Linked DNA regions of Anser cygnoides: region 2 is linked to region 1. A link is a contact called in public Hi-C data. All regions are on one chromosome and are shown on one strand. The core of a region is the stretch at or near the end of the contact, and the rest is flanking DNA. Distances in the headings are between cores, read along the strand shown.

What was found. A called contact is a pair of places that touch in the nucleus more often than the background predicts.
Region 2: a Hi-C map of fetal liver shows a contact between it and region 1, with 2.6 times the contacts expected there. The contact joins the enhancer-like site here to the promoter of RBM17 in region 1. A contact is called at or near these places in 5 of 7 Hi-C or Micro-C datasets (fetal liver, granulosa cells and liver).

Annotation. Positions count from the first base shown.
Region 1 is chr1:3,990,524-3,997,297 of Taihu_goose_T2T_genome, reverse strand. RBM17 (RNA binding motif protein 17) reads right to left here and starts at 3,692. Exons shown (of 12, transcript XM_048062671.2): 1 at 3,537-3,692; 2 at 1,826-1,966; 3 at 246-362. The coding sequence starts at 1,948.
Region 2 is chr1:4,106,475-4,113,233 of Taihu_goose_T2T_genome, reverse strand. No RefSeq gene overlaps it. Among named protein-coding and RNA genes, the nearest start is that of PFKFB3, 88 kb to the right of the region's middle. Within about 2 kb of position 1,908, at least 1 of the 3 cell types and tissues checked has open chromatin away from gene starts, as enhancers often do. A contact at or near this core is called in fetal liver, where this site is marked.

The DNA of each region.
Region 1 (6,774 bases), core at 2,443-4,942:
CTAGGAGGAATGTTTTTATTTTAACTGTACATTCATCTGAGTACTTCCACGCTGTATCACATGGAAGTCCCTGTCAAACTGAGATATTCACTCATTTAAGATCCTCTAAGCAGAGGAAATCAATTTCAGAAACTGGTCACTTCTCTGAACACTTGGAAAGATGATTCAAAAATAAAATGCAGTCACAGAATTGCAATTCAGAAAAATCTGTTAACAGATGAACTTTTAATCTGCTTTGGTCTTACCTTTAACCCAGCTGCTACATGAGGTGGAGTGTCCACAATCTGTCTCTCATCAGAAGAGCTGCCTCGTTTCAGGTCAATCACTGGAGCAAGGACTGTTGTTTGTTTTGTTCTCTGACTCTAAAAAATGACCAAAATACAAAATGTCCAAAATATAACAAAATAGCTTTCTAAAAAGCAGCTTTATTTATATACTTGAAGATGAACTCTCCAATTTCTTTTTTAAAGGATAAAAACCAGTATCAAATCCTTCACTCTGCAAAGCTCGATATATCATTTATTTTAAACTTACCAACATACAGTAATTCTCAATATTTCTAATAAATGTTTCTGATGTGGGTAACTTAGCTTATTTCATATTTTAGTGGTGGCAAAGGCCAACTCAGCTCGAAGCCAGATGTTTGTCAACTATGGTTATAAAACTACTACACAAACACAGATCTGATTCAATACTTCAAAGAAAGCTTCAGTTAAACCAGTGCAGACCTTCCCCTTTTTAAGTGAGAGGGATCAAACGTTGCTTGCATATGTACTAAAACATCCAGTAAATGGTTTGGACTAGGACCAAAACCATGTATCAGAAGTTCAGGTGATCTCTCTTCAGTTCAGTTTGAACCCAGTGGACTTTTTTTAAGAAAGGGCTCAGAATTATTCTAACGAAAAATTATAGTGTTTGTCATATTTTTCCATCTAATAAAATGTATCAAACTATTTTGAATTTTCAATTTTCCAATCCTATTCTATTCTTCTATTACTATTATTATAAAAAATACCTAATAGACTAGACATTTCAGATCTCATTCATGCAGGCTCTTCCAACTAACAAAATCCTGCTCTCAACTTTATCACCATAAATTAGGAGTAATTCCAGCAAAGAAAAAAAAATGCTATGCTTAGATAATTATTCTGTATCTGTACCACTACTACTTTTTTTAATTAAGTAATCTCACTCTTGACCCTTCAGACCACAGAGAACATAGATGTGTCTCACATGAACCAAACAATTAACACTGTTTAAAGAAACTGGGTGAAATACTGTAGCAATAAAAAGAAAATGGCTCTGTCATAGTTGAAGCTCAAGGAATCAGCTTGCACTCCTTTTCTCTCTTGCATACTTGGTATATTTTCTGAAAAAATTTCTAAAGCACAACAATTTGCACATTAGTACCTAAACACATTTAAAACAACAAGCAGAAAATGAGGCAAGTAGGTAAATAACTATTGATACAAATGCAAAGAATGACCAACAACCAGTACTAACAACAATCAAGTGCAGTATGACCCTTACCTACTCTGAAAAAAAAAAAAACTGCTTAATTTCATTATCTTCAAAGTTAAGGAGAACTTTTGGCTCTCCAGGTAACAAGATTTGAGGCTCACAGCAAACACATCACTTCTTTGTTCAATTTTAGTCTTGCAAGACTTCCTAGAACACACTTCAAGAAACAGACATCTTGTTTTCCCCGGCTCCTTGCTACAAACTGTTAGACAAATCCTAAATTACCCCAAATCTATCCTAAGGTCAAAAACTTCTATTAAAAGATGTTTTAATAATAGAAAGCAAAATTACGAAGGTACTATACCTTTGCTTGAGTGAGAGCTGCCTTCTTCACCTGCAATTGAGACTGCAGTAGTTTGAAATTTTTGGACCAGCCTTCTGTCTTGGAATCGCTGGTCTCAACTCCCAAATCATCATAAAGTGACATTTTCTCTTCAATTTAAAGCTACAAAACAAAAATATATGTCAGATTATTTAATGAATCTTACACCCAGTACATAGTTGCTACTACTATGGATATGTCTGTACAACGTATTTTTAAATCTTTTTTTCCAAGCCAGAGAGAATTCCAAGCGATAACATTTTTCTGCTTAGTAGCAAACATACAGCCTATTAAGTAAGGCTGTGCAAAAATAACTTTTTCAAAAAGGTAATGAATACTCTTCAAATGTTAACAGGTGCCAGAAACTTTCCAAAATTACATTTGTAGCTTTAGATACCAATCATTTCAAGTTCTGAAGCTACACTGTAGTCCATGCCAACATTTGGAGGTTGCCCACAGAATCCAACATCAAGTACTACACAAACTGCAAGACTTTCAGATCCAAATAACAAAATAACTCCTGTCTCTGACACTGAAGTTATCTGCACAAACATATCAACGTTCCAATCATCTTTGTAAACATCACTACTTTTTGCATCAGTGTAGGCTGAAAAAGAATATCTTTCTTATAACAATTATACTTGCCAGAGCATTCTTTGTCAAATTATTTTTAAGTAACTATTTTCACAGCATGTAAAGGCCTAACAAATACATTGAACAGACACAGAAATATATATATATATTTATATATATAAATTAGCTAAGTAACAACATCAGTGACGTGACATGAAATACATCACTTTGTCTGATACTGTGCCTAACATGAAAGGAAGAAGAGAAAATGTGAATGTAAACAGAAGTCTATTACCTGTGGAACAATCTGTAAGGCAATTATTTAGCCTCTGTTAGCCCTGGATTACAGTCCCTCTCCAGTCAAAAGCTTTAACTTTTTACTTTACTGCAGGAACGAACATTACTGATAAATGTTCTGCAGTGAAACGTTACAGACTCATTAGAATAAGGCCTTGCTCCCACAGACGTGACAGATAGTTATGTTTCAGGCAACCTGCTCAGATATAGGTCTCTCTTAGATGTGTTTAAATTTATGTGAAAAGTCTTAGATGCAGGAGACAGTAATCCCAAAGGGGGACATGCTCAGCAAAAATTTAAAAAAAAAAAAAAAAAAAGAGAAAATGCAGATTTCATCCTGCTGGGGAATGGGAACAATCAGGGCTCAGTAAAACACAATTCACCAAGAAAATAACCCATTCTACGGAAAAGGCAGGATTACTGGGGTTATTATAAACATGGGCACAGGCAGGGGTACACATAGGGGACACATTTTGATGCACATGGGAACAGGCTGAAAACAAGGCACTAACTGAACTCCTGCCTGCCACAGGGAAGCGGAGATGGTGCCAAACAGGGGGCAGAGAACCAAGCAGAGGCACCATAACCACGATAACACAAAAAAGCAGCCTGCTGCTTCTGCCCACACAGGGGCCGAGGCCTGAGGGACACCCCCCCCCACAGGCCTACACCCCCCCCCCCCCCGAGGGGAGCAGCCGGAGGGTGCCGGCCGCCCTCGTCCCACCTCACCCAACGCCCTCCCTTCCCTCCTCGCATCCCCGGAGCCCGAAGGCGGCCTCCCAAGCCATGCAGAACCGGCCGGGGCCCGCCCGCCGCCGCTCACCCGTCACGGCGCCGCCATTAGCCGGCCGCTGAGGCAGCCGGGAAGCGGCTCCCCCCAGGGCGGCCGCGCCTGCGCCCCGCCGCCCGCCCCGCCGCCATTTTACAGCCCCCTGGCGGCGGGAGGAGGGAGCGGCCGCCATCACGTTTCCCTCCCTCCCCGCCGCGGTGTTTCCCCAAATCCCAGTTAGAATATGGAGTCATTAAGGTTGGAAAGGACCTACAAGATCACCTGGTCTAACCATCCCCCTACCACCAATATCACCCACAAACCATGTCCCTAAGCACCACGTCCAACCTTTCCTTGAACACCCCCAGGGACGGTGACTCCACCACCACCCTGGGCAACCCGTCCCAGTGCCTGACTGCTCTTTCTGAGAAGAAATGTCTCCTCGTTTCCAACCTGAACTTCCCCTGGCACAACTTGAGGCCATTCCCTCTGGTCCTATCACTGGTTAGCTGTGAGAAGAGGCCGACCCCCAGCTCCCCACGCCTTCCTTTCAGGTAGCTGCAGAGAGCAATGAGGTCTGCCCTGAGCCTCCTCTTCTCCAGACCAAACACCCCCAGTTCCCTCAGCCGCTCCTCACAGTACTTGTGTTCCAGGCCCTTCACCAGCTTTGTAGCTTTTCTCTGGATACGCTCCAGGGCCTCGATGTCCTTCTTGTAGTGAGGGGCCCAAAACTGAACACAGTACTCGAGGTGCGGCCTCACCAAAGCAGAGTACAGGGGGATGATCACCTCCCTGGTCCTGCTGGCCGCACTACTCCTGATATAAGCCAGGATGCCGTTGGCCTTCTTGGCCACCTGGGCACACTGCTGGCTCATGTTCAGGAAAGCATCAGTCAGCACCCCCAGGTCCTTTTCCTCGGCACAGCTTTCCAGCCACTCTGCCCCAAGCCTGTAGCGCTGCGTGGGGTTGTTGTGGCCAAAGTGCAGGACCCAGCACTTAGCCATGTTGAACTTCCCAGTAGTCACCAGTATGGCACTGGGGAGGGAGACCCCAGCCCTGCTCAACGCTGGGAGTTGTGGGCTTGGGGAGACTGTGTTGTGATGGGGGAAGGAGGGAAATTGCTGCCATTTCTGACCTCCCCCTGTGACCAGATAATGCTTTTTAATTAAGGTGCCAGACCCCCAGTGGAGCACCCAACTGCAGACTGTGGTGCCTCCAGTGCAAAATCTGACATAAACAGCAATACAAACAGTGTTTGTGAAGTTTCTGGCGTGGGCAGGACTGCCTGGAGATGTCAGCAGGTGGAGAAGGCAGCGATGGCTTGTGCAGCCCTCGGGCCCCCCAGGTGCTCCTGAAAACATACCGATGGCATACATGTCAGACAGTACGCGCTCAGGTTGCATACATGCCAGAACATATACACCTGACTTCATGGCACGTCCGTTTTGCAAGCAGGACAGGGTAGGATGCAGCCAAGTGGAATTTTGGGAGGAGTTTTGCAAGGAACTCACGCCCTGTTTGTCATCACAGGCGTGAAGTTTGGGCTCACAGCATCCTCAGTCCCAAAGAAACCCAAATTCCTTTTGGTTTGCACAGCTTCCAGTTCTGCTAAATGGAGATGGGAGTCATTCATCCCACCATCTACATGTGACATTGGGCAGATCTCTACAATGATCCCTGCAATAACCCTCTAAAGAAGGCGTGTGAAACCATGGAAATAGGGACAAACACAGAGAAACAACCATAAACACAAACTAAACTTTATTTTGGCAACACCAACCAACAAACACTGTTGGATGCTCTGCATAGTTTACACGAAGAAAGCCGCTAAAATCCCAATGGCAACAGCAATCCCCAAACTCACGTCAGTTCTGCATTCAGAATCTGAATAATCATCTGGGGCACCAAGGTTTTCACTCCATGTCATGCATGGAGCCCCTGTCACAGCTGAGGAGAGAAGAAATAATCTTTTTTTTTTCTTTTTTCTGAATTGTGAGGTCTCTGGGAAATGGAGTCTTGCGTGGCAGTATGCCTCAGCAATGTCACAAGATACCACTGACCCTTATTTTGTTGGGGCTGCACTGGAGTTTGAAGCAGATTTAGGATTTGGTCAGCAGAGGGCAGAATTATATTCGTTCCTGTATTCGTTCGCTGTATTTGGTCGCTGTATTTTCCCTGTACAAGATATCACATTTCTATCCTCTATTTCTAACTCCTTAAGAAAACTTTAGTAACTTACTGAATGAGTAATCTGTCAGCTTGTCTCCCCGGGCATTCAGCATTTCCAGTTACTTACCAAGCTCATCTTAATTTCTGGAAAATAAAAATGGAGAGAATAATATGAGTTTGACAACACGGTTGTAGTGAAAGAGTTAGGAAGAAAGAAAACTTACACTCATTTCACATCAAGTGCGTTTCAGACATCCCCATCTATTATTCATACATGTTTGTTACCATTTCACAGTGCTGTAACTGCCACTAATGCTGAGGTTGCTGAGTAATTGTGTTTTTGCACAGCATTTGGCTGTTAGAAGTATCGATAGCATTTGTTTTCCCAGACAGTCCCTAAAATTCTGTATCTGTCCAAGCCTAGAGTTCATCCAACCACACCAATTTCCCATTTTTTCCAGGTAGCTCACCCCAAAGCCATTTGCTAATTATCCAAAGCCGCCTTTTTTACAGTAGCAAGAATCTTCTTTTTGGCTTATAATGGGCAGAGGGATCTCCAGCTCATACCAGGCAGTGTCAGATTGGATGAGCTGAGATTTCCAAGAACTGCAGCCACTTGCACCACATGATAAAGCAGTGGAAATAAATAAACATGCAACCCTGTCTGCAAAACAAAGCAAAACCTCAAAGCAAATAGCATTGTCACTTCAACCTCAAAATACTACAAGCACTATCTCTTTATTAATCAGAAAGCCCTTATCTCCAGCATTGCTTCTGACTGTGCTACTGTGCAATTTCCTCGTGGTGAAGAAAAAAGGTGCCAGTAAGTAATGCTGCTAAATCGAGCAGATTTGATTCCAAGTTCTGGGCTACACCAGCCTCTTCCCCTCCTAGTTATGCTGGCCCCTACTAAGCGAATCTTTCTAGGCAGTACATTTCCAGATGGATCTATTTTAATAATAACAGTGAAAGCTTCTTAAATGTAAGAAAAAATGTTCTTCAGTTTATTTATGGAGGATCTCCCAAGTGTCTTCCTCCTGTTGCTTGCCCTAGAAATGCCTGCATTTTAAAGGAAGGGATTGATATGGTACACATTTCTGTAACTTTGTGAAGGAAAGAAAAT
Region 2 (6,759 bases), core at 659-3,158, 120 kb before region 1:
CCAGGAGGTCTGCAAAGCCCTGTGCTGTGGCTTGATCAGACCCAACCACTTTGGGCAAGGTCTGTGCAGTTTCCTTCAAGGGTTTCTCCTTCACTCCATCCCAGCCAATGCTGCTAGAGACATCACAGAGGAAAAGGAGACCCAGGACTGTCAGAACAATGGGGTTTGTCTCCAGCTCCAAACTATCTCGAAGCTCAGAGGTGCTCAGCATCAGGACCAGGGTCAATCCTGCCTGCAGGTTGCTGCCTGGATGCCCTAGAGTTCAGTTCTTCCCTTCTTTCCCATTTTCACAGCAAACAATGGAAAACCGAACCCCTCCCAATACAAATTTCGGACTTTTCCCACCACTACATGCTGCAGACCACCGGGTATGCCCTGCCAAGAGAAGACACGAGGTCAGGATCAGCTGCTCTGAAGCACATTCCATCCAGACTGATTGCTGCATCCCCATGCTGCACGTCCACACTGTGCTTTGGACAGGCTGGGTGGCACTGCACTCACCACCACTCATGCCCTCTTCTCTGCCCAGCTGCAAAACCAATAATTTTTCACCCAGATCAAGCAAGGACAGCCACCCCCAGCTTGGCCCGTGCCAGCTTATCCAAAAATCTGTCTGAGACCCTGAGTTTTCCCAGTCTGGGCAGTAGTCTCACATGCCTCTAGTGCAGCCCCCAATGTGGGTATAGACTCAACCCTCCAGCCTTACCCCTCTGCCTCCCCTGGAAAATCACAGCACTCCAGACAATTTACTGTCACGAATCAATAGGATTTAACAGAGCCAAACACAACCCCGAAAGAAATAGCTGATGCCGCTGTATCTTGTCAGCAGCGAACGGAAGCATGATTTGCCTTTGTTGGCATTTTCTGCTTTGTCTCTGACTGGCATTTGCATCTCCTAATTAAAGAAGTATGGGCAACTGTGTAAATATATATATAGGATCGCATTAAAGCCCTGGGATCTATCTGACAGCCCAGCATGATGCAGCAGCATTAGTAATGATTGTTGTATCGTTTCAAATGACCTCATTTGGAGAGGAATTACAGTCAGCCTGTGCGTGTTCTAACCCAGACAGTTGCAGGCACATGAGTTTTAATAGAAATACACCCACTGAACTGCATTTGATTATCCTTTTCTTTATAAAGACCATGAGTGCTGCAAATAAAGCTACTATGTGCCTACATGGTAAAGTATGGCTTATTTTCTTGTATTTTCCACCAGATAAATTTGCTCAGGGAACTTTCAGGTTGGGAGTGTTGGGAGCTGCCAGATGCAAAGGGAGCTGCTTGGGGAACTTTAATTTAACCTCCTCATGCACCAGAACAAGGTTTTCCCCTGCCAGCCTCATCTCTAAAGATGATCATAATTAGTTCCATGAAGTTTTAAATATTATTTCCATGCCACCTTTTTCTAAGCCACCGATGCTATTCCGGAGGTTACTTTGGTTCAGGGCAGTGCCAAGTGCAGTCCAGGCTGGACAAGCTTTTCCACTGATGTCAAGAGTTGAATTTGGTCCAGAAGTCCCTATACCAGGAGTCACCTTTCTTCTCCACCGAGCGTGGCCCCCTCTGTCCCCAGAGCAGCGTGCCCTGTGCCAGCTATTGCTCAGCAGAAAGCAAACGAGGAAGGATTTGGATTTCTTGGGTTACCTACAAAGTGGTTCTTAAAGCATCACTAGGGGTGAAAATTAACGATGCCCTTCCAGCTGCCGGTGCTTAAATAAATTTCTGAGCCTTACCAGCAGGAAGCAAGGTGATCAGTTAGATTATCTAATCATTATCTCCAGTAAGGAGGGCAGCCAGGTCGGGACAGCACTGCTCAGAGTGGCAGTCGGTATATAAATAGGATGGGTACTTACAGATCAGGAGGCTGTGGGTGACCCGGGGTAAAAGAATAACTAATGTATAAATACACTGCGATCCTGCTCAGAGCCTGCTTGTGTTTCATTGGAGAACCTGTGTGAATTGCTGAGTGTGGGGCCGGGTGCCAGCCGCTGATAAGTGACCTTGCTGCGTGCATCAGGGAAGGGTGGATGCGCGCTCCCCGCTGCCATCGATCCCCCCACGGTGATGGAAATCGGCTTTTCCCTCTCCGTGACCTGGAAAAGGACTGTCACGAGGACCGATTAGTGGGTAAGATGCCATCATCCCTATGGCAACCAGAAGGGTGGATGGATGCAGGGGTGTGCTCAGGCCGTGCCGTGAAGGCAGGGACACCGGCGTGGGTCTGGAGGACTTTCCCTGGATTCATGCTTCAACACAAGCAGTGTGTATCTTCTAGAGCTCACAGCACCATTCACACAGCAAAGGGATCCCATTTTGTCACCAGGACTGCTGCGGAAGCCAGAAGAGATGGAAGGAGGCTTGGACTTCTCCAAGAGACATGGAAGGAGGCTTGGACTTCTCCAAAAGAGATGGAAGGAGGCTTGGACTTCTCCAAGGGACATGGAAGGAAGCTCAAACTTCTCCCTGTCCAGAGTCACCAGACCTACACTAAGTTGGGAAAGTCTGGGAAATCGGGCTCAAAATGATCCCCAGTGGCTTCAAGAGGCCTTTATGCAGGTGACTGAGGAGCCAAAGCAAGGTCTCAGCCTGGTCCATGGTCTGCACGAGGCACCATGCCTCGAGAAGCTGAGGACTGTGTTTTCTCTTTCAAAGACCATTGGCACCAAGTCCATGTCAATGTCATCACAGAGGGCTCCTTGTGGGTTCGTGCGTTTCCTGAGAAACCTGCCTGCCTTCACAGGGAGCCCTGGCCGATGAGAACACATCCTCAGCTTTTGATGGTGTTTTTACATCTGTGACTTCCTCCTAAAAAAAAAATAAAAAAATAAAAAAACTGTTATATAACCCAGCCATTTTTAGAAACACAGTCCCAGGGCTGCTCTCAGCAGATCAGTCTGATATTGATTGTTTCAGCTTTCGTGACTTCAGAAAGCCAAATTCTCCACGGGCCAGGAGCTGGAGGAGGAGGGAGGGGGCAGGAAGGGAGGGTGAGAACAGAGCTTAAGGGGCACAGGCAGCATTTTTCTGTGTTACAGTACGTGCCCTGGTGGAACAGAGGATGTGTTATCCTGTCTGCACAGCATTTTCTGACCTGCTTTTGACCCAAGAAACATTTGCATTCATAAATGCTTAAGTTGTCCTCCTGGGAAGCGAGGGAGGGGGAGGAAAAGAAAAGAGTGGGTTTATCAAACCTGGGATCACTGCAGGGCTTGGAAAACAATCTCTCTTCTTCTCTCTTCCAGCCCCTCTGTAAAACAGCCTGCATGCAAGAGGGCTTGTTTATTAGTCTCTGTAATGGATAGTGTTTGCCAAGACAGGTCCTCAGTCGGTGACCTTGCTTTGAGAGGAGGCTGAAATGGATTCACGGGGGCCACCCCACTCCCTACCGTGCCCCAGAAAGGAGGTGACTGGATGATATAATGCTGGGAGCCCTCACCCGGCACCTCTCTTGCTGAGAGAAACAGTCCTGAGAAGGGCAAATAGAAGAAACGATTCATCTCCCTGTTTCCCATGTGAGAGCCTGGAAACGCAGGGCGCAGGCTGGTGAAGAAGGACTTGGGAGGAAGGGGGAGGAAAGGCAGGTTTGTTGGCAGTCCTGGGAAAGAAGGGGAGGAAGAGTTGGACTGAGAGGAAAATTTAGCTCCAAAACTGATGAAATGTAAGGGGGGAATCTGCCAGCTAGAGCTGAGGGTCTGTCATCCCACTGAAGGAGGAATGCAGAATGATGGAGCAGCCCCCTGCTGGAAATCAAAGGGGCAGAAAGGAAGAAAAATTGCGTTTGAGCAGACCTTATTCAGCAAGATATAAATTGACAGCATGCCTCAGCCTCATCCAGGCTGAGGAAGGCAACCTGAGGAGAAAAATAAACTCTTACAGAGAGTGATTCATCTGTCCTGTTGTGATCCCTAACTAGACCTGAAAGGAATCATCACCAGGAGAGGACTGCTATTTTTTACTGCAGGTCCCTTTGCAATAAAGGGTTTTGACATCCGACTTGCATATATCTGAGCTAGATCACAGAAATCTGATCCGTGCTGATTTTTTTTGTTTTATTATTACTTATTTATTTTGTCAAGTCAAGTTTGTGAAGCAAAAAGTTTTGTGAACTGAAAAAAAAGACTAGACTACTATAAATGTCTTGAAGCATGGGTCTTATTAAAATAAAATTAAAATAAAATAAAAATAAAAAAAGACAAGTAGAATGAGAACAAGTGCACAAAAAGTGATAAGAAGGACAGAGATGTGGATCTGAGCTTCCATGACAAGAAATTAAGTATGGTCTTTTGGCCTGCCTTAGCACAGCCACTGCACTGCTGTGTTGTGATGTGTGCTGAGGATTGCATGGAACTATCTTGATGCAGGCAGTCTGCCAACTTCTACACAGAGACAGCAGAGAGGTTGTTGGAGAAAGCCCTGGAGATCCCAGCAGATTTCTTCAAACCAGACAAAAAGTCGACATCAAGGAGTTAATACAAGTGGTTTGGGAAAATGCAGGGGATGAATGGTCCTTGACAGCTACCTTTGCCATCAGCGGCAGCATCAGCCCCACCTTTACCCCAAGCTCCAGCCTTGCCATCATATTTGACTGACAAAACTGCCAGTCTCATACCAGCATGTGTTGATCAGCAGTCTTTCTTCCCAAGAAATTATCCTTACTAGCACAAGGAAACCTATAACTTGCCTTCTCTCCACAGAAGTAATTTTATGCCTCCAAGGGTAGCCAAGGAATGCTATAATAAAGCAACCAGAAAGTCCCAAGGATTTACTTAGGGGACATCTATTCACTGAGCCAAACTAAGACCTTTAGTATCTTGATGTTGTTATAGACTGTGGAGCCCATCTCAGCCAGATCAGGGTGGTGAGCAAAGGATAAAAAGGCAAAGGGAAAAGAGATGTTTTCCTTTCCATTTATGTGTTTCCCCCTAGGTTTAAGTCATTACCAGAAGCCATTTCTGCAACTGCTTGAGGAAATCTGCCTGGAGCAGCTCAGAGCGACTTTCTGCTCTATCTTCCCAGTGGTTGCCATCATCTTTTGGGGGATCTGATTTCCAACCAGTGCAATGGGCATCTTCAAAGGGCCAAGTGAGTAGTGATTTTTAACCTGCTGAGCACCAGACGAGGTGCTGTGCTTTCAGCTACCTCAGGCTTCCAGGAGGTGGAAGCATTTGAGCAGTGCTGGGGATGGTTCTCGGAGTCGTGGGGTGACATTTGTCTCTTGTTGAATTCTACATATAGAATAGATTTTCTTAACGATTTACCTAAGAAAATGTATCTTGGTGGTAAGCAGAGATCTACGTTCGGTTTGCTACTTTGCTGCTTATTTCTTCTGGGATCTTCAGTTACTCTGTGCGCTTCAGTCTTTCTCCCATCTGTCAAATGGGAATAACTCTGATGTCTTACCTGACTGAGGAGTTGTTGGAGGGCAGCAGGGTGGGGAAGGTTACAATAAAGATTGTAAAGCATTGAGATAATGCTGTAACAGGAGCTGTAAAAATACCTACAGGAAACACAGAGCCGTTTACATTATCATTGGTGTAGATGAGTACTGCATGTTTGTGTCAGAAGCAGATGACTACTGGAGTGTCTCAGGTTCACAGGGGTATTCCAGTTACAGAATATCCAGTTATGCAGCACCAAAATCACATCATCTCATTTCCCAGTCTTTGACTGAACAGCCAAACATTTACGCTCAGCTTCGCCTTCCACTTCAAGCGATGTTAGCTCTGCCTGAAAACTCACTCAGTGCTTTCAGAAGCGACTCAGATCTGGACCCATCATCCATTTCTTGTTGTGGGGGCGGTTTGGGGTGACTTTTTCTCTTGTAAACAGATTGCAAAACAAAATTTTGCTTGCACGGAAGCAAGCCACCAGCATGAGGTTCAGGAAAAAAAAAAAACAAACAGATTTATCATCACCAAAATGCTCTCTCTCCTCAGTGTCTTTGCATCTCTAGTGGAGGTGATGGGCTCTGTGCAACAACACGTTCCCCAGTGCCAGACCAAGTGTTGGGAACATGGTCAGGAGTAAGAGACATGGTCCTCTTGTATGGCTGCAATCAGATTTTGATTCTCTGTTGTCCCCCCCCAAGAAATTATGTGCACAATTAATTTATCATGGGAGAATGTGCCACAAAGCCCATGTGCAAAAGGGCACGGCCCCAAGCCAGGCTGCACCCCAGCATTGTCAGGAGGTTCCCTGCTGAGCTGAATGGCACCAGAGGAAGAGGAGGGGACACGTTGTAGGCTTGGGGACAGCCACTAGATGGGGGCACGAGCACACAGGCCCCGTCTGGCCCCCAGGAGCACGAGCAGCAGGTGGTGACACATCGGCAGCCTCCTCTGCCCCTTGGCATGGCAAAAGGGAGCCAGCGGCTGTCTGCCAAGCTCATCAGAGCCCAGCCATGCATGCGTCCATGACCAGAGGACTCACAGCCTCTCTCCTGGGTTAAAACTTGTCTCCGTTGTGGGGTTGGGCTGGTCCATGATCTTCAATAGGAGACCCCATGTGGCCACCCCTCCAGATCATTACTGAGCCATGGCGCTTTGCTTTTGAGATCTGCTCCGAAAGACTGCTTTGCTCAATGCGTCCAGCCAAGCTGTTATATCTCAGACTATAAAAAGATGTCTTCCTGCCTCTCTTGAGACCTCTGCTCTTCAAAACCGTGGCTGCAGACAGCCTGGGGGATGCTTTCTGCTGTCTGCATCTTGATGGGGTGTCCCACAAATTGGCTCTGACTGAACACAGCGCTGCTTCTAC